Regions from separate parts of the Mus musculus genome. Here all the other regions are linked to region 1. Evidence: chromatin contacts called from public HiChIP or PLAC-seq and Micro-C data. All regions are on one chromosome and are shown on one strand. The core of a region is the stretch at or near the end of the contact, and the rest is flanking DNA. Distances in the headings are between cores, read along the strand shown.

The links. A called contact is a pair of places that touch in the nucleus more often than the background predicts. HiChIP or PLAC-seq counts read pairs in DNA pulled down with a chosen protein or histone mark.
Region 2: a FOXA1 HiChIP or PLAC-seq map of pancreatic cancer cells shows a contact between it and region 1. The contact joins the promoter of Tff2 here to the promoter of Cbs in region 1. A contact is called at or near these places in 1 of 39 promoter capture datasets (pre-B cells), 1 of 115 datasets of contacts at active chromatin or transcription factors (pancreatic cancer cells) and 1 of 9 other capture datasets (macrophages).
Region 3: a contact with region 1 is called in an H3K4me3 HiChIP or PLAC-seq map of embryonic stem cells, with 3 times the contacts expected there. The contact joins the enhancer-like site here to the promoter of Cbs in region 1. A contact is called at or near these places in 1 of 39 promoter capture datasets (neural stem cells), 6 of 115 datasets of contacts at active chromatin or transcription factors (astrocytes, embryonic basal ganglia, embryonic stem cells and 1 more) and 2 of 9 other capture datasets (adipose tissue and embryonic stem cells).
Region 4: a Micro-C map of embryonic stem cells shows a contact between it and region 1, with 2.8 times the contacts expected there. The contact joins the promoter of Slc37a1 here to the promoter of Cbs in region 1. A contact is called at or near these places in 2 of 484 Hi-C or Micro-C datasets (embryonic stem cells and nephron progenitors), 4 of 115 datasets of contacts at active chromatin or transcription factors (embryonic stem cells, epiblast stem cells and pancreatic cancer cells) and 2 of 9 other capture datasets (adipose tissue and pancreatic islet).

The regions. Positions count from the first base shown.
Region 1 is chr17:31,634,642-31,639,529 of GRCm38.p6, reverse strand. Cbs (cystathionine beta-synthase) reads left to right here and starts at 2,325. Exons shown (of 17, transcript NM_144855.3): 1 at 2,325-2,447.
Region 2 is chr17:31,142,245-31,147,132 of GRCm38.p6, reverse strand. It overlaps Tff2 (trefoil factor 2 (spasmolytic protein 1)), which reads left to right and starts at 2,851. Exons shown (of 4, transcript NM_009363.3): 1 at 2,851-2,963; 2 at 3,870-4,019; 3 at 4,785-4,888. The coding sequence starts at 2,885.
Region 3 is chr17:32,115,946-32,120,833 of GRCm38.p6, reverse strand. All of the region lies in intron 1 of Gm38585 (a long non-coding RNA gene), which reads right to left. Notch3 (notch 3) reads left to right here. Exons shown (of 33, transcript NM_008716.3): 33 at 1-14. Among named protein-coding and RNA genes, the nearest start is that of Gm38585, 5.2 kb to the right of the region's middle. Within about 2 kb of position 2,138, at least 123 of the 459 cell types and tissues checked have an H3K27ac peak or open chromatin away from gene starts, as enhancers often do. A contact at or near this core is called in embryonic stem cells and pancreatic cancer cells, where this site is marked.
Region 4 is chr17:31,293,501-31,298,388 of GRCm38.p6, reverse strand. It overlaps Slc37a1 (solute carrier family 37 (glycerol-3-phosphate transporter), member 1), which reads right to left and starts at 2,165. Exons shown (of 20, transcript NM_001242427.1): 1 at 1,474-2,165. Gm30139 (a long non-coding RNA gene) reads left to right here and starts at 3,528. Exons shown (of 3, transcript XR_001782201.2): 1 at 3,528-4,888.

The DNA.
Region 1 (4,888 bases), core at 1,076-3,575:
CCCAAAATGGCTGTTAACATGTTAGTAAGCATTAGAAACCTAGTCTTCCCCAAGTCACTTTGGTCATGGCGTTTATCACAGCAATGGAGAGCAAACTAGGACCGTGTCTCACCTGTCTCAGATGGCATTTTTTTTTTTTTTGGTTTTTCAAGACAGGGTTTCTCTGTATAGCCCTGGCTGTCCTGGAACTCACTTTGTAGACCAGGCTGGCCTCGAACTCAGAGATCCACCTGCCTCTGCCTCCCGAGTGCTGGGATTAAAGGCATGCTTCTTTCTACTCTTTGATAGGTTATCTCTTCGATGAAATGAGCCGAATTAAATCTGATTAGATTATAGTAAAGGCAGGTTTATTGTGAAGCTGCTCTCGGGTAGGTGAGTTCACTGACCCCAAGGACCAAAGCCAAGGAAGTTACCATGGGGAAAGGGAGGGAGGGGAGGGAGAGAGAAAGAAAGGAGGGAGCGGTACACACAGAGAGAGAAAGGTGAAGAAGAGGGATAGAGGGAGACCAAAATGTCTGCATTGTATATGGAGGAGCCTCTGAGGGAAGAGCAGCTATCCTCTGGTCTGGAGAGTTCAGGGTTTCGGGCCAGGTAGGGACTGAGGGATGCTGGGAGAACCTGGAAGCCAGGTCTGCTTTGGTTTGTAAAATAGGCACTTCAGTCCCTTGTCCTGGGTTCGAAACCAAACACTCTTCCTGCCATTTTTCAAGCTGTCTGAAATGAGTTCAAAAATTTCAATTTTAAATAAAACGAAGAGCCGGGCATGGTGGCGCACGCCTTTAATCCCAGCACTCGGGAGGCAGAGACAGGTAGATTTCTGAGTTCGAGGCCAGCCTGGTCTACAGAGTGAGTTCCAGGACAGCCAGGGCTACACAGAGAAACCCTGTCTCAAAAACCCAAAAAAAAAAAAAAAAAAAAAAAAAGAAAAGAAAAGAAAAGAAAAAAGAAACTTCTCAGAAACTTGATTTAAAATGGAAATACTTGTATGGGACAGAATTGCAAACGTGTGTGTGTGTGTGTGTGTGTGTGTGTGTGTGTGTGTGTGTGTGTTTCCAGGATGCTGGAGACCGGGGCTGGGGGTGGGGTGTCATTTCTTTAGTCCTCCTCTTCTTTGTTGGAGGTGGCAGCCAGCCAGGGCCAAGCAGTCCTGGCAGCTTGTGTGTCTACAGTAACTCCAATGCCTGCCTGCATCTTCATAGGGTTGTTTCTCCATTCAAATTCTCGTCTTCTCTTAAGGGCACCGTAACCGTGGCTTTAAGTCACTTCCACCACTAATGTACGTTTATCATATCTCCTAAGACCTGGCCAGACATTTGGGATCTTGAGAGAAGGATCCCTGGGAATTGCTGTTAGTGTTCTTGCCCTTGGTATGACAAAATAAGATACACTGGGAAGCAAAACAACTCAGCATAGTAACTGGCTCCCTAACAAACAGGCTCTCCTTCCAGCTTGGCAGCAGGTTTCTCAGACCCTGGCTCTTGCCCTAGGGCGTACACTTTCCAGCCCAGAAGATTTCTCACTGGAACAAGATGTGGCCCTTCTAATCAAATGCTACATTCGGCTGTGTATGGTGACCCAGATCTGCAGTCCCAGGTCTGAGGTGGCAGGAAGATCAGAAGTTGGAGCTCACCATATTTCACCAAGCTAAACTCAGGGCCGGAGAGATGGAGAGAGACACCTCCCCCCTCCCCGCTTCCAGGTCTCTTTATGTAGCCCAGGTTGGCCTCGCACTCAAACTTGAGATTCACTTCTCTCGAGTCCAAATGCTGGGATTGCAGGCACCATCACGTCATACGTCACGCCCATTTTTAACCTCCTACAGATATCGATATTGGGGGCGCCCTTCCAGTGACACCACTGACCCAGGCCTCTCAGGCCAGTTGCTTGGAAGAACTCTGGGCTCTTTGAGCGTCAGGTCCTGCCGTTCAGAATAGTGATGTGTGACTCGAGCCTGCCAAGCTAGGAAGCTCCACGTCCTCGAGAGGATCGGGTCCTGGGAAACGAGGTTCCCTGACACTTAGCCAGGCTGTGCCGCAAGGTACAGACCTTTGGGCACAGACCTGGGGCCCCTCCGTGTCGTGTGCCTCACGACAAACACGTGTTAGACGGCAGAACTTCTCCTTTCGAGCTTTTGAGCACAACTCCCAGAGCAAGCAGACACCCCGCTGTGGAGGCCCGGCGTCCAGCCGAGCTTGGCGGAGCCAGAGTGGGGGTGGAGAGGGGAAGGGGTGTGGGGGGGCGGGGTGAGTGGGAGGCCGTTCTGCGGCCCAGGATTGGCGGGTGTCGGCCCTCCGCCCCCCGGCGCCGGGCCAATCGCCGAAGCCTGTTGTGTGTGGCTGGGTTGGTTCTAGACCCGCCACCCTTCCCTGGGATCTGAGCTGGGATCCTGTCCGAGCGTGCTCTCCATCCTAGCACAGGCCGAGCCGTTTTCCCGCGTCCGAGTCTAGGTGAGCTCCGGCCGCACTGACTCCCACGCCGCGCACACAGCGAGATCCTCGCTGCGGTTCGGTAGCCCGCGGGCACTCCCCATCCCTGGGCACGGACTTGGCTTCCTCTGTACCTGGACGCGCAGCTCGTGAGCCCGGTGCCTGACGCGCAGCTCGCTAAGGTCCCCGTGCTCCCACCGGGGCGTCCTGACTTGTCCCTCCACCTCGATGCCACCTGCGTCCATTGCCCTCTTCCCGCTAGTATCGACCTCCCCGCAGCCCTATGCTGAGCACCCACGTGGCCTCAGGTCCCACGACTGCTAGTCTCTGAACGTGGAGCCGGGTTCTAGGGTGACGCGCTAGAGACAAAACTGGGTCATCGATTTCCCCAGTTTTGGATGGAGACCGCTGTTTCGCAAATTGTTCTTTGGGGCACTGGTGCCGGGGTGAGGGTAAATATTGAAGTAGTGTCGTGCGGGGTGGCGGAGTCGTGGGAGAGCGGGTTCTCCTCCTTGTGCGGGACCCAGTTGGGGCGGGGGAGGGCGCGAGACCTAGGGCTGTACACCTGCGGAGAGTTTCCCACGTCACTGCCACACACTGATCGAGTGGCCAGGCGGTCTGTGCGGGAGCGTCATAGTCCTAGGAAAACCCCACTGGAAGAGCGGCCTCTCCGTGTGAGTAGGGAGGGAAGCAGGATACCCTGGGCCACATTCGCCAAGTTTGGGTTCGGGTTGTTCTATGGCTTCCCGTTCCACGAGGACGCTTAAGTGATGGCACTGGGAGAACTGCGCCTGCCATGGGTTTTGGAGAGTTCTACAGCCCGGGTCGCCTAGCAAGAGGACTTTTTAGAGGGCTCTTTTGTTTGTTTGTTTGCTTGTTTGCTTGCTTGCTTGTTTTTCGAGACAGGGTTTCTCTGAATAGCCCTGGCACTCACTTTGTAGACCAGGCTGGCCTCGCCTCGAACTCAGAAATCCACCTGCCTCTGCCTCCGGAGTGCGAGTGCTGAGATTAAGGCGTGCGCCACCTCTCCCGGTTTAGAGAGGGCTCTTGAACCTAAGGAGAGAAGCACCTGTCTAGGCCACCGCCTGGGCGCATGCGTTTTGATGTTAGTTGCTCCTCCCCCACCAAGGGAATGAATAAGATGGGCCAGTGCCAGGTAGGCTCCTGACGTCATTTTAGAGTGCTAGATCACATCTAGAATACTTAGAACACCTAGTTGTTCATGTTAGGCAAACAGAAGTTTGGGGATATGGAGAGATGGCTCAGTGGTTAAGAGCCCTTGGAGTTCTTGCAGAAGCCACTAGTGGCTCACAATCATCTGTACCTACATTTCCAGGGGATCTGACTCTCTCTTCTAGCCTCCAAGAGCAGCAGGCACACACACGCGGTGCACATACATACATGCAAGCAAAACATCCCCATACATATTAGTAAATCTAAAAGATGTATTTATTTATTGGTTGGTTGGTTGTTTGAGACAGGATCTCTACATAGCCCTGGCTGTCCTGGAACTTACTAGGTAGACTAAGCTGGCCTTGAACTCATAAAGAGTCACCTGCCTCTGCCTCCTAGGCTGGGATTAAAGGTATGCACAATGACACCCAGCTTTAAAATAAAATTTTTTTCAAGCTGTGATGCCTCATTCTTCATGGAATAACAAGAAAATGTGTACATGTTGTGTGCACACACATTTTTTTCTTGGCACTGGGCCTGGCACTTGACAACTGCCATATCTCCTCCCACCAAGCTACACATCCAACCGCTAAATAACTTTAATCTGCAATTTAGTCTGATGTGCAAAAATGGCCAACATGGAGGGGGTGCCTTTCCACTTTGTCCACAGAATTGTGCAACTTCTGTTGTCTATACAAGGCTTTGGCTTGTGTTAAATGTCACTTCGACACAGGTTAGAATCATCCGAGAAGGGGTCTCAACAGACAGACTGCCTAGATCTCATTGGCCCGGGGGCCATGTCTGTAGAAAATTGACTTGCTCATTAATTGATGCGGAAGTAGCCAGTCCTGTGGGCTGCACTCTTCTCTAGGCAGGGAGTCCTGAACAGTGTAAGCTCGGGGAAGGCTAGACAGAGGAGGCAGCATGGGTTCCTTTCTTTCTCTTGGTGTTAACTGTGGAAACAATGTGACCAGCTGCCTTCCTGAGCTACAGTTCCTTCCCTCACTTCCTGGAACTGTAATTGAAATAAATCCTTTCTCCCCGCAGTTGCTTTTGGTCAGTATGTTTGTTGTTGTTGTTATTGTTGTTTTAATCACAACTACAGAATGAAAAATAGGACCAGACTCATATTTTTTAAAGATTTATTTATTTATTTATTTATTTATTTATTTATTTATTTATTATATGTAAGTACACTGTAGCTGTCTTCAGACACTCCAGAAGAGGAGTCAGATCTCGTTAAGGATAGTTGTGAGCCACCATGTGGTTGCTGGGATTTCAACTCAGGA
Region 2 (4,888 bases), core at 1,602-4,101, 490 kb after region 1:
CGTCTGTCTGTAACCCATCCTTGGGTTCCTCGTAGTCTCCTTCCTCAGGCAGGGTAGAGTCCACCCTCTTAGAACCACTACAAAACCGGGAGTGTCCGGCTGCCTCCTACCTCGGGTTCAGAGCATGGGGGAGCTCGGTCCTCTAAGCCTTATGCTGCTGCTTCCACGCATGCTCAGCCCGCTGAGCATCCCTTCCTTCCTCAATATCCGATTTGTCTGGCCTTCAGGTCAAGGCAGTGAAGGATTTGACTAAGAACTCAAGGAACTCACATTTATGGTCTGCGGCTTCGTTTTCTTCCTTCTCCCACCCAGCTACCCTGGTTCTGGGCCTGGTTCTTGTTTCTCTACTCTGCCTTCTTTCCCTCTTCTGGATTCCTGTCATTTGACAGGGCTTTAGAGTCCCCTACAGGAGAGGGTGGTCTGGACCGTTTTTTTCTGTGTGCTCCGAGAAAGACTGGCTAGTACCTGAGGAATTCCAGTTTGCCTGAATAGATAAACACCATCTCCCCCAAGGTGTGCAGGGAGACTGGGGTGGGGCTGGAGGTGGGAGTGGAGAGAAGACATGAGAAAAATCACACCACGAAGTCACGGCTGGTCTGAGAGCATGCGCAGAAGCAGCAGCGCGAGGCTTGCACATGCAAGCCCTGGAGGAGGCAGCGGGGTGCTCCTGGTGTTGTAGTGGGGGGGGTGGTGATGTGAGCCCCCTGGAAGTCGGGCTGGAGGAGAAGAGGCACAGACAAGGAGAGCTGAGCTGCTGTGGAGTCGAGGGTTAGGATTTAAGGAAGCAGCTGCTGTGGTAGCCACAGAGAAAGTGCTAGAAGCGAGAGTGTACTGAACGGGAAAGAAGCCCGTGTTTTGTCCGTGGAGAGTTCAGGTTCTGAGAGAGAGAGAGAGAGAGAGAGAGAGAGAGAGAGAGAGAGAGAGAGAGAAGGGGAAGTTCCTAGAGTCCAGGAGAAGATACAGAAGATACAGAGCCCGGCAGCCATCAGTCTGCATGTGACCTGCCTGGGGTTCAGAAGCCGTTTATGCCTGTACCAAGATTTGGGCCAATGACCTTGGGACTGAGTCCTTGTCATCAGAGACGGGTCAGTGGACCCCAGTGAGGCAGGTGCAATAGACGTGGCACAGTGCAGAGTCTGTATCCACAGCACCCATAAGTTTTCCTATAAAGTGGAAACTGTAGCTGTGGGGTTCTCCTGAGCCTCTGTGATTGGCCCACAGCCTGGTCCCACAGATATGGCTGTCTATTGTTGTGCAGTACCCTTGACTTTATATGGAATGGGGCGGGGGTGCAGTGCTCATAATATGGATAGCCTGTTCATCAGGACACAGGCTTGTACAGGGGGAAGGGATAATGCTCAAAGGAAAGATAAATGTCTCTTCAGGGGACAGGTGGCTTTGGCGGAACCCCTGATGGGGCAGGGGAACTTGGGTTGGGATGTGGGCCAGAGAGGAGGGAGGAATGAGGATGTTCAAGAAAATGGGTTCTTGGCAAGTCTTATCATCTTGATGGCTGTCCTAGTTGACTGCCCCTTGCTATGATAACCAAAAGGAACCTGGATAGAAAAGCAATTATTTATCCAATACATCCCTATCAGTCAGTCATTGAGGGAAGTCAGACAGGACCACCAAGCAGGAACCTGGAGGCAGGAACCAGGAGGCAGGAACTGAAGCAGAGACCATGGAGAAATGCTGCTTACTGGCTTCCCCCCACCCACCCCCCATGGCTTACTCAGTCTGCTTTCCATCTCTTGCCAGATGACCCTGGCTTGTGTCAAGTTGACACCAAAACAGCACAGCAACAACAACAACAAAGATACGTAATAAACACAGAGATAAAGAACCGCTGGGATGTGCCACAGAGAAATAGAGCCCTGCTGGGTTTGCAAGGATCCAGGTGAGGTTTTGAGGATTTAGGTCTGCTCTTTAGAGCCTGGGATGGGGCCAAGGCTTTTAAATTCTGTATCCGAGTCATGGACTCTGTAGCCTATCTCCCACAGCTGGGCAGACTCCTTCAGCCCCAAAGGACACACACACACACACACACACACAGTCCCTCTCCTTCTCTCCTCTGACATTTCTGTTCTGAGTTGTCCTGATCCCCTGGGTTCTGTCCTCGGTGTCCATTTTACAAATCCCCTCTCCGGGGCATTTCATGGGTGGGCATCTCAGTCCTAGGCACTGTGTGAGGGAAGTGAAGTATCCCCACGGGGCAAAGAGTGTCCAGCTTCAGGGATGAAGAAAGCTGCCTGCCCCATGACGGCTCCCTTAGGCCCTGGCGGCTGGTCTCTGTGTACAACAGTCCTTGGGGCTGGCAGGGAGCCAGGTGAAGTAGGGTGTGCCTTGCATCAGGAATGCAGACTGGGTCCCCTGGAGATGCTCCCCCTCCCCTGGGAGGCTCCTGGATATAATGACCTTCTCTCTCTGTGCTCTTTGTTTCTCCATAGCGTCATTCACTTCAAATATTTAAAAAACAAAACAAAACAAACAAACAAGAAACAAAAAAAGAAAACAAACAAAAAACAAAACCTAAGAAGTCTCTACAGTAGGCACAAACCTTACCCAGAGTAACACCACGAGGCTAATCCCTTCCTGGGTGTGACCCTGTGGGTGCCCTATTCCAGTTGCATACGTGGCCCATTCCCCTTTCAGTAACCTGGCACGACCCAGCCTGACCCAGCCCATGTCCGGAGGGGTTTTTCCCACCTCCTCTGGGCCTCCACTTGGAGCCATGTCAGCTTTTCTGCACAAAGAACCTAGGAGGCTTGGGGCCACGAGTAAGGGACAGTTATCAGGGCCATTGAGCAAACAAACAGGAGCCAATAAAATGCCAGCTGGTGGGAACTGGGCATTCTGCAGGCTGCCCAGGTCCAGTGGAGCAGACATGCGACCTCGAGGTGCCCCCCTGCTGGCAGTGGTCCTGGTTTTGGGACTGCATGCTCTGGTAGAGGGCGAGAAACCTTGTAAGTAAAAGTCCGTGGAGACCCAGCAGGTGAAAGGTAGGATCTGAGCCCCCTTGAGTGATGGGCTGTAGTTCATCTAGGACCTGGACTAGGTGGGTTTTTTCTCTATGTTCCCTCAAAGGACAAAGGCAGGGTGACAGATTGCAAGGAGCTAGACAGCACCCTGCTGTCTGGGTGCTGCTGTGGGAAGCTCACCCAGAATCTCTTATTCAGAAGGGCTATGTCTACAGGTGTCAGCCTGGTTAGGAGGACAGGAGGGCCTGCTGTCTTGGGCCTATCTTGTGACCTTGACTTCTGCATAGGTTCATAGAGTCACCCTCTTTACAGAAGGTTTGTGTCGCCTTCTTCCTTCCCTTCCCTTCTCTCTCTTTACCTCTTCCTTCCTTCCTTCCTTCCTTCCTTTCTTTCTTTCTTTCTTTCTTTCTTTCTTTCTTTCTTTCTTTCTTTCTTTCTTTTCTTCCTTCCTTCCTTTCTTTCTTCCTCTCTTCTTTCTTTCTTTCTTTCTTTCTTTCTTTCTTCCTCTCTTTCTTTCTTTCTTTCTTTCTTTCTTTCTTTCTTTCTTTCTTCCTCTCTTTCTTTCTTTCTTTCTTTCTTTCTTTCTTTCTTTCTTTCCTTCTTTCCTTCCTTCCTTCTTTCTTTGTTTCTTTCTTCCTTCCTTCCTTCCTTCCTTCCTTCCCTCTTTCTTTGTTTCTTTCTTTCTTTCTTTCACAAATGAAATGGTTTCAATAAAAGCCTCCCCTGGTTTCCCCAGGAGGAAGCCAGATAGCTTTAACATGGGCAAAATAAGACCTCATGTCACCCCTTGGGCAATGAGATTCTGCAAGTGTCCTAAGCTCCCAGGGCAGGTTGGAAGAAGCATCTAGCATGCTGGGCAGGGATGACCATGATGGCTCGCTCTATCCACAGCCCCCTGTCGGTGCTCCAGGCTGACACCCCACAACAGAAAGAACTGTGGCTTCCCGGGCATCACCAGTGAGCAGTGCTTTGATCTTGGATGCTGCTTTGACTCTAGCGTCGCTGGGGTCCCTTGGTGTTTCCACCCACTTCCAAACCAAGGTAAACTTTGGAGAGCCAGGTCCTTCTGCCAGCTGTCGGCTTAGGACCTGGCCCTGGGCAAGGTCTACAGCAGGTGCTTGGAAGCCTAGCTGAGCTAGAGCTAGCCCAGGTTAACACGAAGGAAGCCTTAAATGCCTCTTCTATACCCTTACCCCCTCCCCGATCCCCATCCCATACCCTAAATCTACCATTGGCCTGTACATAAAAATGTAACTTCCAAAGCAGCTTGGGAAGGGGGCGTGGAGGCATCAGATATGATGGGTTTCAAGCCAGGGCAAACTGTGAATACAGTACGCACAAGAATGCCAGCTGTGTGTGAGTTCACCGCAGGCATGGGCTTTGCCACTGGGGCACTCGTGGTAGGGAATATCCTCCCAAATGACCAGCATGCTCTGAAGAAAAACCAGGTAGGTTAGTGGCTGCGTCCAGGGTCCCTTTCGATATCAATGTCTTCAAGCTTCTGGGCGTGGTACAGTGGGCTGCTCTTATTTCACAGAGCTCAATGCTGAGTCCAGAGAAGGTAACGTGGTTTTCCCGAGGCCCCAGTTCTGCAAAAGTTCTGTGATCACCTCCCAACATTAGTGCCCTCCTGTGGGGAGGACAACCAGTCCTTGGGCATTACTCTCCTGAGAGACGCCACCCCCAAGGAGCTCCTTGGGACACTCAGAGCCTGCAAATTCAGTGTCCCTAAGAAGGCAGACCTTGTAGCCCTCAGTGAGTGTCCAGCCTGACAAAGCCTTGGATGTTGCTCTTCCTCACAACCAGAATCGGAGCAGTGTGTCATGGAAGTGTCAGCTCGCAAGAATTGTGGGTACCCGGGCATCAGTCCCGAGGACTGTGCCAGTCGAAACTGCTGCTTTTCCAACCTG
Region 3 (4,888 bases), core at 889-3,388, 480 kb before region 1:
TAGTTAATACCCAAGTGTCTGGTTTCTGTGCAAGGTCCAAAGTGGGGGTTTCTGGGCCTCTTCCTCCACAGGGCTAACTTGAACTCCCATCTTGGGGCAGAGCCATGTGCTTTGTCAGTCCACCTTTGACTCCTTTTTGGTCAGGTATCTAGCTTCATTTCTGTTGCTTTAAGCAAATACCTAACAGAAAAGAAACTTAAGGGACAGAGGGACTTTTTCCTAACTAAATATTCCAGGTTACAGTCCAACATTGTGAAGAAGAGGCAGGAACTTAAAATAGTTCACCACATCACACCACAGTCAAGAGCAGAGAGAAAGAAGTGAGTGGATGCATGCTTGCTTCCTTGTGTCGGGCTGAATCATTACACTCTTAAACAGTTTAGAAACCCTTGTTTGGGGAATGATGCCACCCACAGTAGGCAGTGTCTTCCCACATTAATTTGACTTAATTACGACAATCTCCTAAAGACATTCTTTCAGGTCAACTCGATGTAGACAACTTCTGTTCCCAGGTGATTTGTAAGTTCTGTCATTGTGACAAAACTGATCATCATATCAGGTGGTTTCAATTTTTGAATCTTGGGTTGGAACCAATAAAGGGACTCAAAACAAAAACAGGCAAACAAACCAAAAGGAAAAAAAAAAAACCTACAAAACTCAATAGTGTTATTTTGAGAACTTACTTTTTTCTTTAAAAATTTTATTATTATTATTATCATTGTTGTTGTTTTTTTTTGTTTGTTTGTTTTTTGAGACAGGGTTTCTCTGTGTAGCCTTAGTTGTCCTGGAACTCACAAAAGAAAACACACAAAATAACACCAAACCCAGTACACAGGAAGCAGGCCTGGCTCACCTGCAGAACTGCCCGAACAAGGCAAGACAGCCTATGGGACAGCAAAACAGGGCACAAAGAATGAGAGCCCAGGAGAGAGAGCAACAGACAGAAGAGACAAACCCCTAGGCGCCACCAGAGAATGATTGCCCTGGAGGGGAGAAGGTGGAGTACTGGGTGCTGGGAACACGCCACACACACACACTCTGTGTGCTGGTGTTTGCTTTGTGCTAAGCCACTGAGCTCAAGTGCTTGCGGTTTGCATCCAGAAACTCATCCAGTTGAGCCAGTATTACCCCCAGAGCAATGTGATGGAAATCAGCAGTGGTTTGAATCCAGAAATATAAAAACGGCACTTTTTTTGCTCACCTATCTATTCTAGACTTCTGTGCACTGATATAGGTTCCAGGGTCTCAAATCCCTTAAAATTCTAATCAACTGTGATGGGCCAGGCTGGAAGCAGCGATGACACGCGTCCTGGAAACCCTGCCAAGCTGTCCTGTACCGCTGCTTCTGCGTGTGTTGATAATTAATCCTTCGGAGCGGGCGCACGAATGTGAGAAATTGGCTATTTTCCGCTTCTGAATGATGGCTCTGAGCCACTACGGCAGCTTTTCCATTTCAAATCTGACTGTCAAAAGTGGTGCATTAATCAGTATTTCGTTAGTTTCAACATTTCCAGAATCCGCCTCCCCAAGTGCACATACAAAGTGCAGCCATCCTCAGCCGAGAAGGCAAGGGCGGGGCCTTGCTTCAGGTGACGACTCTTTCTTTCTCTTTGCACCACTCCATCCTCTGAGAGGCTATGGCTGTGACTCCGGAGCTCACTTCCCTGCAAAGTAGTGGCTCTTGGCTGAGTACTTCCAACAGGGAGACAGAACAGGACCGGAGGGTGGCAGACGGTGCCTCTATCCAATGGCCCCCTGGGTGACTTCCCCAGAAGCACTTTATTATTATTATTATTATTATTATTATTATTATTATTATTATTATTATTGGTGTGGTTAGTTGTTTTGAGACAGGATTGCTCTTTGTAGCCCAGGCTGGCCGTGAACTCAGAAGTCCACCTGCCTCTGCATCTGGTGTGCTGATTCTGATGTCACCACCAGATGTGAGCCTCCACCATCAGACTCACATCCACTACAGACGACCTGAATGTCTCAGCCAAGCTGTATACTAGAGAAAGTGGCTACTGTTACAAAACTCAGTGGAGACACAGCTCTAGCAGATGTAGGTCTGGCTGACCACATAAGCACTGACTAGTGCTGGAGACACACTGGTACTGAGCGACAGCTGTGCTGAGAACCATATCTGGCTGAGGTGCTGCTTGGGTCAACCTCTCAGAGTGTCCAGCAGGAGGCAGGGCTTCCAGACCTACTGATGGATGAGTCTGGGGGCTGGGCAAACTGGACAGCATTATTCTGTGGAGAAGCCTTAGACTGTCCCCCAAAGTAAAAGCACCCCAACCAGCCTGTTATACTTCCTCCCTCCCACTGTCAGGGCCACCAACGCCCAAGAGTGCAAAAGGCACCCAGGAAAGAGAAAGTTAAAAAAACAAGGGAAGGTTGATTTTCCTACTTCCTGCTGCCCCTAACTGCCAGACGAGGCTTCTCCCCCTGCCCCTCAAGCAACCCTCAGACTCCGCCCATGTCCGTGCCCCGCCCCCTCCTCTCCAACAGTGACGCGTGCTGTGCTGGCATGGCTGCCGGTGGGCAGGTGATGCACATCCCAGGAACATTTTGCCCGCCCCAACTGCTTCATCACCAAGCCTCCAGCAAAGAGGCTCAGGCAGCCTGAAGCCTCGCTGCCTGGCATAGCGCATTTAGAGTAACAGCTCAGCTAATCTCTTCCAAGGGAGGCAGAGCTGCTCAGCACAGCAGGAGTGGGGCGAGCTCTGGAATATTCCAGTGTGGTTCTCCCACAGGCATCTAGGGACAGAGAGGAGTGTGGGGGTGGGGGACAAGCTGAGCCTCACAGGTGTTCCTAGGCTGATGCTTAAGTCTCTCACAGATGGGAATCATCAAGCAGGCTGGGCAAGCCTAAGCAATCTAACAGTCATAAGTCACACTCCCTTCCCGCCTCCCACCACTGGTCTTTGATCAGCCTTCCCACTCAGCCGGACCACACCCTCTGCTCTCCGTGGTGAACTGCTACTAGACAGCTTGCATCATACACAGCATCTCCTCTCCTACCCTGCTCACTCCAGGTCCTGCATCCACCCCTAGCCTGGCTCACAGCCCTCGATGCCAGGATTACAGTGCTAGACAGGCATAGCTAGGGACCATGTGTAGCTGCTGAGGTCTGCCTGTGTTGGGTGGGCTGCACAGTGAAGCCCTAAGGGCAGTGAGCTGTGCTGAGCTCACTGTGGGATCCTTAGGACGACCTTGTCAGCATGGGATGCTGCCAGGTCACTCTGAGACTTGGTAACCCAAATACAAGTTCTGGATGGTCACCGAGAAGCAAGAGGGTCAGGAGATGCCCATCACCTCCTTGTCTCCCTGCTGGCCAGTTCTCACATCTGGCTCAGATAGCTGGGAGTGACTGAGCTTCTGGGGGGCTGCCAAAACAGCATTCCTGACCCCCAAATGAGTTGCTCAATGTGGCCTTGGCTCACCCTTAGAGGCCACTGCCTCAGAGGGACTCCTGCTCTGGTCTAGGGTCACCCTCCCACAGGGCGTCCTGCACACTACCCCCAGGATGTCCCAGAGTGAGTGCGGGTAGTAGGATCTCACAGCCGCTCATAGCAGCTGGCCTCTGGGTGGGCTATGCCTTGTCCTCAGCGCTGTCCTCAGTTAAGCTACATAAGGGGCTGCTTTTTCCAGGAGACAGGGTAAGACAGGGCAGGACCAGGATGGAGTCCCTAGGTCCTTAAGCACCTCTCAAAACCCCTCCCCTGACCCTTACTTGCTGCAGAACTCTGGAGAGCAGGCTCTGTACCCCCAGTGGGCAGCATAGTAGAGCATGCCCTAGATGTGGGTGAGCCAACCTTGAGGACATGAGCACAGGAAAGCTAGTCCTGCCCCGGGTCTGCTGGGCCATGGCTGGGATAAGGGAAGAGATGCTGTGGTGGTATGAATACATTTGCCCCCCAGAGACTCATGTGTATCAATGCTTGGCCCACAGGAAGTGGCACTGTTAGGAAGTGTGGCCTTTTTTGGATGGAATAGATGTGGCCTTGTTGGAGCAGAGCAAATGTGTCACTGCGTAGATGGGCTTTGATGTTTCCTAGTGTTGCTCAAGCTCCACCCAGTGCAGAAGAACACCTCCCCCTGGCTGCCCGAGGAATAGACTTCTGCTGCCTTTGGATCAAGCAAGATGTAGAACTCTTGGCTCCTCCAATACCATGTCTGCCTGCAAGCTGCCACGCTTCCCCCCATGATGATAATGGACTGAACCTCTGAAACTGTAAGCCAGTCTCAATTAAATGTCTTCTAAGGGTTGCCTTGGTCATGTCCCTTCACAGCAATGAAACCCTGACTAAGACAGATGCCCTCCTTCCATCCCTTGTCCCTTGCCACCTATGGCAAGCGGGAGAGCTGGTTCCAGGGTCATGAAAGTAAAAGAACTGACCTGTCTCTCACAGGCTGTAACACTCAGGAGAGTGGGCCCTGCACCTTGCCTGGGCAGCAGGTTAGAGCTGGCTCTGGTTACAGGGGTTGCAGGTGAGCCATCCCCAGTGCCTAAGAGCAGAAGAGCTAGCCACACCCCTCACCTGCTCCACTCTAGGAGAGAGCCAGCCCTGCATCTCTCCTGGGCATCACAACAGAGCCATAGCTGAAGGCAGGAGAGCCCTCCTACTTGCTGGCTGCTCTGTTGGATGGGTCAGCCAGGGCAGGGAAAATAGCTCACCTCTGTGGTGTGAATATAATGGGCTGACCAGCTCAGGTACCTCTCAGACCCAGATCCAGGGCTTTGAATTGGCATCTACCCCATCAATGAGCTGCTGGAGTGTGTGATGGAGCCTGTCCCACAGATCAAAACTACAGGATCCCCATGACACAGGGCAACAATGGGGAATCTGAGGGGAGTCCCAGTGAGGTTCCTGTGTGGATAGTG
Region 4 (4,888 bases), core at 916-3,415, 340 kb after region 1:
CTTTAATCCCCGCACTCGGGAGGCAGAGGCAGGCGGATTTCTGACTTCAAGGCCAGCCTGGTCTACAAAGTGAGCTCCAGGACAGCCAGGGCTATACAGAAAAACCCTGTCTCGAAAAACAACAACAACAAAGCAAAAACAAAACAAAATTTCAGGTCATGAAGGCTACTGACACAGCCTCTCGGAGTCCAAGACATAGCTTTCCCTCTAAGATGGCAGTTCTCAGCCTGTGAGTCTCCGCCTCAACAGGGGTGCATATCAGATATCCTGCAGATCAGATATTTACATTACCTACCATGCATTTCAGTAGCAAAATTACAGCTATGAAGGAGCAATGAAATAACATGAGGAATTGTATTTAAGGGTCACAGCATTAAGAAAGGTTGAGAACCGCCGTTCTAAGAAGAGATGAGGCTAGCCCAGCTAGGTGGGCTTCATACCTAGGCCAATTCCAGGCGTTTCATTTTCCTAGGGGGTGGGAGTGGGGGTGGGGCATGCCTTCTCAGGCACAAGTACACTTCCTCCTGCCTATCCCTGAACGGAAGGGGAGCACGTGGCTCTGCTGACAGGCCTTGGCATCTAGCCCAAGGAAAGTAGTTAAAGTAGTTTTTAAATGTCACCTCTTAGAAACTCCCAGTGAATTTCAGCCCATTAGAGAAAAGGACAGGAAGGCAGTGTGATCATTGGACAGGGAAAGGAGAGCAATTAGGAGTTTTTCCATGGTGAGGCAGCACCCGACCAGGCTCAGGAGCACACAGAGAGCCCAGCCAAGCAAGAGTTGAGGGACGGACAGACACACCCACGATCCTCCCAGCTACCGGGCTCTGAGCTACCCAGAACCCATCAACCCTTCAAGGAGACTCAGGAGTGGGTGGGAGTTAGCAAAAGCAAGAGCAATGCCCCAAGGGGGGTTTTCCAGTCTTTAGCACACAGGCAACATCAAGGCAGCCTAAGGCAACCTGTCAAAATGATGGCACTTTATAAAAGGGCAAACCTGGGAACCAAACTCCCTCCAAAAGCTTCAAGAGTTTTGTTTTAAACCAAGACAAACACTAACTCCTCTAATCGAGCCCTTTCTAAGCGTTTAAAGGCTCCATTGGCCGTGGGAGATAAACAGAAACTGTTATTTTCACTTGTCCTGAGCTTAAATACAAGGAGTCAGAATTCTATCCACCATAGCTCTTAGCCCACTCACAGCAAACAACGCACCCCGGGTGTTCTCCACCGAACCAGACCTGTAACAATACTCCCAGGAACTCAGGGTGCAAACAGGACCCCCAAAAGAGGGAATTCTGTGTAAAGCCGAATAATATATTTACCAACTCGCCCAACTTCACGCAATTTAAGTTCCAGGGCGAGAAGGCAGGTAGGGAGGCAGGCAGGTGCAGAGAGCTCTAAAGACCAGGAAAAAGCACCTTAAGAATTTAAACCAAGAGCAAGGGGAGGGTCTTCCGTTCAAATGCAAATCTTTACCTGCGGGCCACCAAGATCCTTGGGTGGACCCTAAGTGCGCGGAGCTGGGGGACTTTTCCGGTGGTTTAAACCCTTTATTACCGCCCAGACGGTGGCTGTCACTGCGTTGGCCACAGAGCCCGGGCTCCGGGAAGCAGTTCTTTTAGCAAACAAACAACCGGAGCCCAGGGTGCTGGCTGAGAGCTTTCCCAAGGGCTTTGCGAGCCGGCTCCTCCTCCCAGGTCCTACAGCCGCTTGGCCGGGTGGTGAAGGCTACAGGCACGCCCACGTCCCCTACGAGCGGCAGCAGACAAAGCGCTGGGTCTCCGGCAGGCGTCTTCTCACAGCTGTCACTCGCGGCCTGGGGCCGGGAGGGGACCCAGCATCACAGCTAGGCGACCCCAGCCCCCGGGTCTCAGGGAACCTTTTGCTTCCACTTTCCCCGGGAATTCAACGTCACCAGCACCGGATCGCCCCCGCACTGTCTCTCAAGGCCACTCTAGGAGCCCTTACTTCAAAGACGTCCCACTCTAGGAAAAGCGCTTGGTTTGTCCCCGGCTCTCCAGCCACACAGCAGAGGGAGACAAACGGCGGAGAGGCCGAAGCGGGGCCCACGGCAGGTGCGTGGCGGCTGGCAGGTGAGCGCCGCTGGGGAGGGTCCTCCGTTGTCCCCGCGCCTACCTGCGCTCCGCAGCCCGCGTCGCGTGCTTCCTGCCGTCGACTTCCTGGAGCGGCCGCCCTTTCACTTTCCCGGCCCTGTGAACGCCGACCCTGTGCGGCTCCTCCCTCTCCCGCGCGCCCCCTGACCCCGGCCCCGCGCGCGCCCAAGGGATGCTCAGATCGCACACAGCCCGGAGATGCTCAGCTGGAGCATCCTCTAGCTGTTCCTGGGTCCCCACACCTGCCTGTCATGCTCTCCTAGGCCCCGCAGGACGCCGGGCTCTTACTGGCATGGTGCCCAGCAGCCAAACGCTAGCTCCTAGGGGACCTCACCACCACCAGGCTTTTGTCCCCGAGGCGGACCTTACTAATGCCAGCGACATAGACAAGTTCCGAGGTAAAGATTTGCTCCCTCGGAGTCCTGGACTGAGGATGGCCTCTCTCGGCCTACCACATCAAGTGTCAAGAGTCAAGAGCATCCGGTATGCTACAAATGGAGCTGGCACACGCCTGGTACCGCACCTGTGTCAGTGTGATAAATGGCTTGCATGGTTAAGTCCTGAAGGCCAGCCACCCCGGTCATGAGAAGTGCCCTGGCACACAGCTTCCTGGTCAATTCCGGATAATTATCTTTCAAACCCCACACCTCCTGCCAAGAATTGATCCTGGAAAGTCCGGGAAGGGCCTGATTACTTTTCTAAAGGGCATCTGCCTCACGCCTCCACGTGTCGGCCTGGCCTGGCATCCAAAGCCAGTCCTGCCGCTCAGCCCCCTGCCGCAGATCAGCACCTGCCTGGAACAGCAAAACCAGGCAGGAAAACAACTTCCTAGGAACACCCACTGGGTAAAACCGTGCCTAAACCAAAACCAACCCGATGCATGAACAGAGAGAGCCAGGGCGAGGGTGAGGAGTGTTTGGCGGGGGTAACTAGCGCCCTCTTCAGACTGGTTGGTGTACAGGCGGCCCACAGCTTCACTCTCCTCCCCACAGCCCACCCGCGCCACAAGCGCGAACGCAGTCTGCTGAATTGGGGAAGGCCCAGCCATACTTCTATCTACAGGCTTTTGAGAAGTGTTCTGTACCCTACAAGCAAAGTTGACTTCCTGTTTGAGCCACCTGCACCCACATCTCATATAGAAGTGGCCGGGGAACTCTGGCCACTCTACCCTGTTCCTTTGGCTAGATGTTTCCCACCCCACCCCCCTTTTTTTCCTCCCTAACTCTCCATTCCTTGTAGGCAGCAACTCAAGTGGACGCTTACATCTACTCTAGGCGCCTCCTCCCCATGTCACTAGTTCTCAGGCCTGCCATCACCAAGCTTGCTCAAGAGTCCCTTGCCCTTATGCCTGTGTTCCGTGGTTTTGTTTTGTTTTCTGTAGCTGCCCCAAACTACCCCAGCCAAAGTAAAATTTGAGCTCCCCAACTTGATTGACCACTTTTAGAAGGCCTTTCCTTACAACAGAGAACACAGCCTCCCGAGGAAGCTGAGACAGGACCCTGAGGCCAATTGCTCAGCCGAAGAGCCTCAGAAAAACTTCCGGGTTTTTCAGTTCCCAAGAACGAGACTTTCCACATTAGTTAGTTAGGATTTCTTTTCTGAGTCTGTGGTTTTTGAGTGAGCTCAGACTTTGAGAATTGTTGAAATAGAAAGAATTTGAGATATCGTCTCTAGATTCTGTTTAAAAATAACCTAGTGAGGCCAGTTTACCTCCCAGACTCTAGGGGGCGCAGGATCTCTCTCTCTTTCTCTCGTTTTTCATTTTTCAAAACAGGGCTTCTCTGTGTAGCCCTGGGACTCACTCTGTAGACCAGGCTGGCCTCGAGCTCAGAAATCCGCCTGCCTCTGCCTCCCAAGTGCTGGGATTAAAGGCCTGCGCCACCACTGCCCAGCTAGAAAAACCTCGCTTAAGACAGTGAAACAGTTATGGGATTTTTTTTTCTTCCACAAATAAAGAAAAACCAAAATGACAATTTTCGCACAGATACTGGAGTCAGCCAGAAGGAGTCTGATGGCCTGTGTAGAGAGAGCATTTGCTGAAAATGCCAATCTTAGAATCTTAGTTAAGTAAGATTACATTTGCTTATTCCTTCACATAGGACGAGGTATATGCTGTGGATATACCTACACTTTCCTAGAAACATGACACATCGGAGCGATCCTGTTATTTTTGGTCATAGCCACTGCATTTGCAGGCTATGTACTTCCACGAGGACAGATATCCCTCTGAGGAACAGCAGTAATTACACACTTGACTTTCAGCCATCCCACACATCGGAAATACCCTAGTTGAATGAATCTGAGGAGGACTTTCAGTAGACAAAGTAGACAAAGCTATCTTAACAGGCTTCTTCGTATTACACTTGATTTTACCATTCATTATTACAGCCCTAGGAGTCGTTCACCTCTTGTTCCTCTATGAGACAGGTTCAAATAACCCAACAGGCCTAAACTCAGCCGCAGACAAATTCCATTCCACCCATACTAGACAATTAAAGACATTTTAGGCATATTTGTTATAATCCTATTTTTGGGGTTTTATTTGGGGGGGGGTTGTTTTGTTTTTTCGAGACAGGGTTTCTCTGTATAGCCCTGGCTGTCCTGGAGCTCACTTTGTAGACCAGGCTGGCCTTGAACTCAGAAATCTGCCTGCCTCTGCCTCCCGAGTGCTGGAATTAAAGGCGTGCGCCACCACGCCTGGCTATAATCCTATTTTTAAAAATAATCTTAGTCCTGTTCTTCCCAGAGAAGACCCTGGAGATCCTGACAATTATACA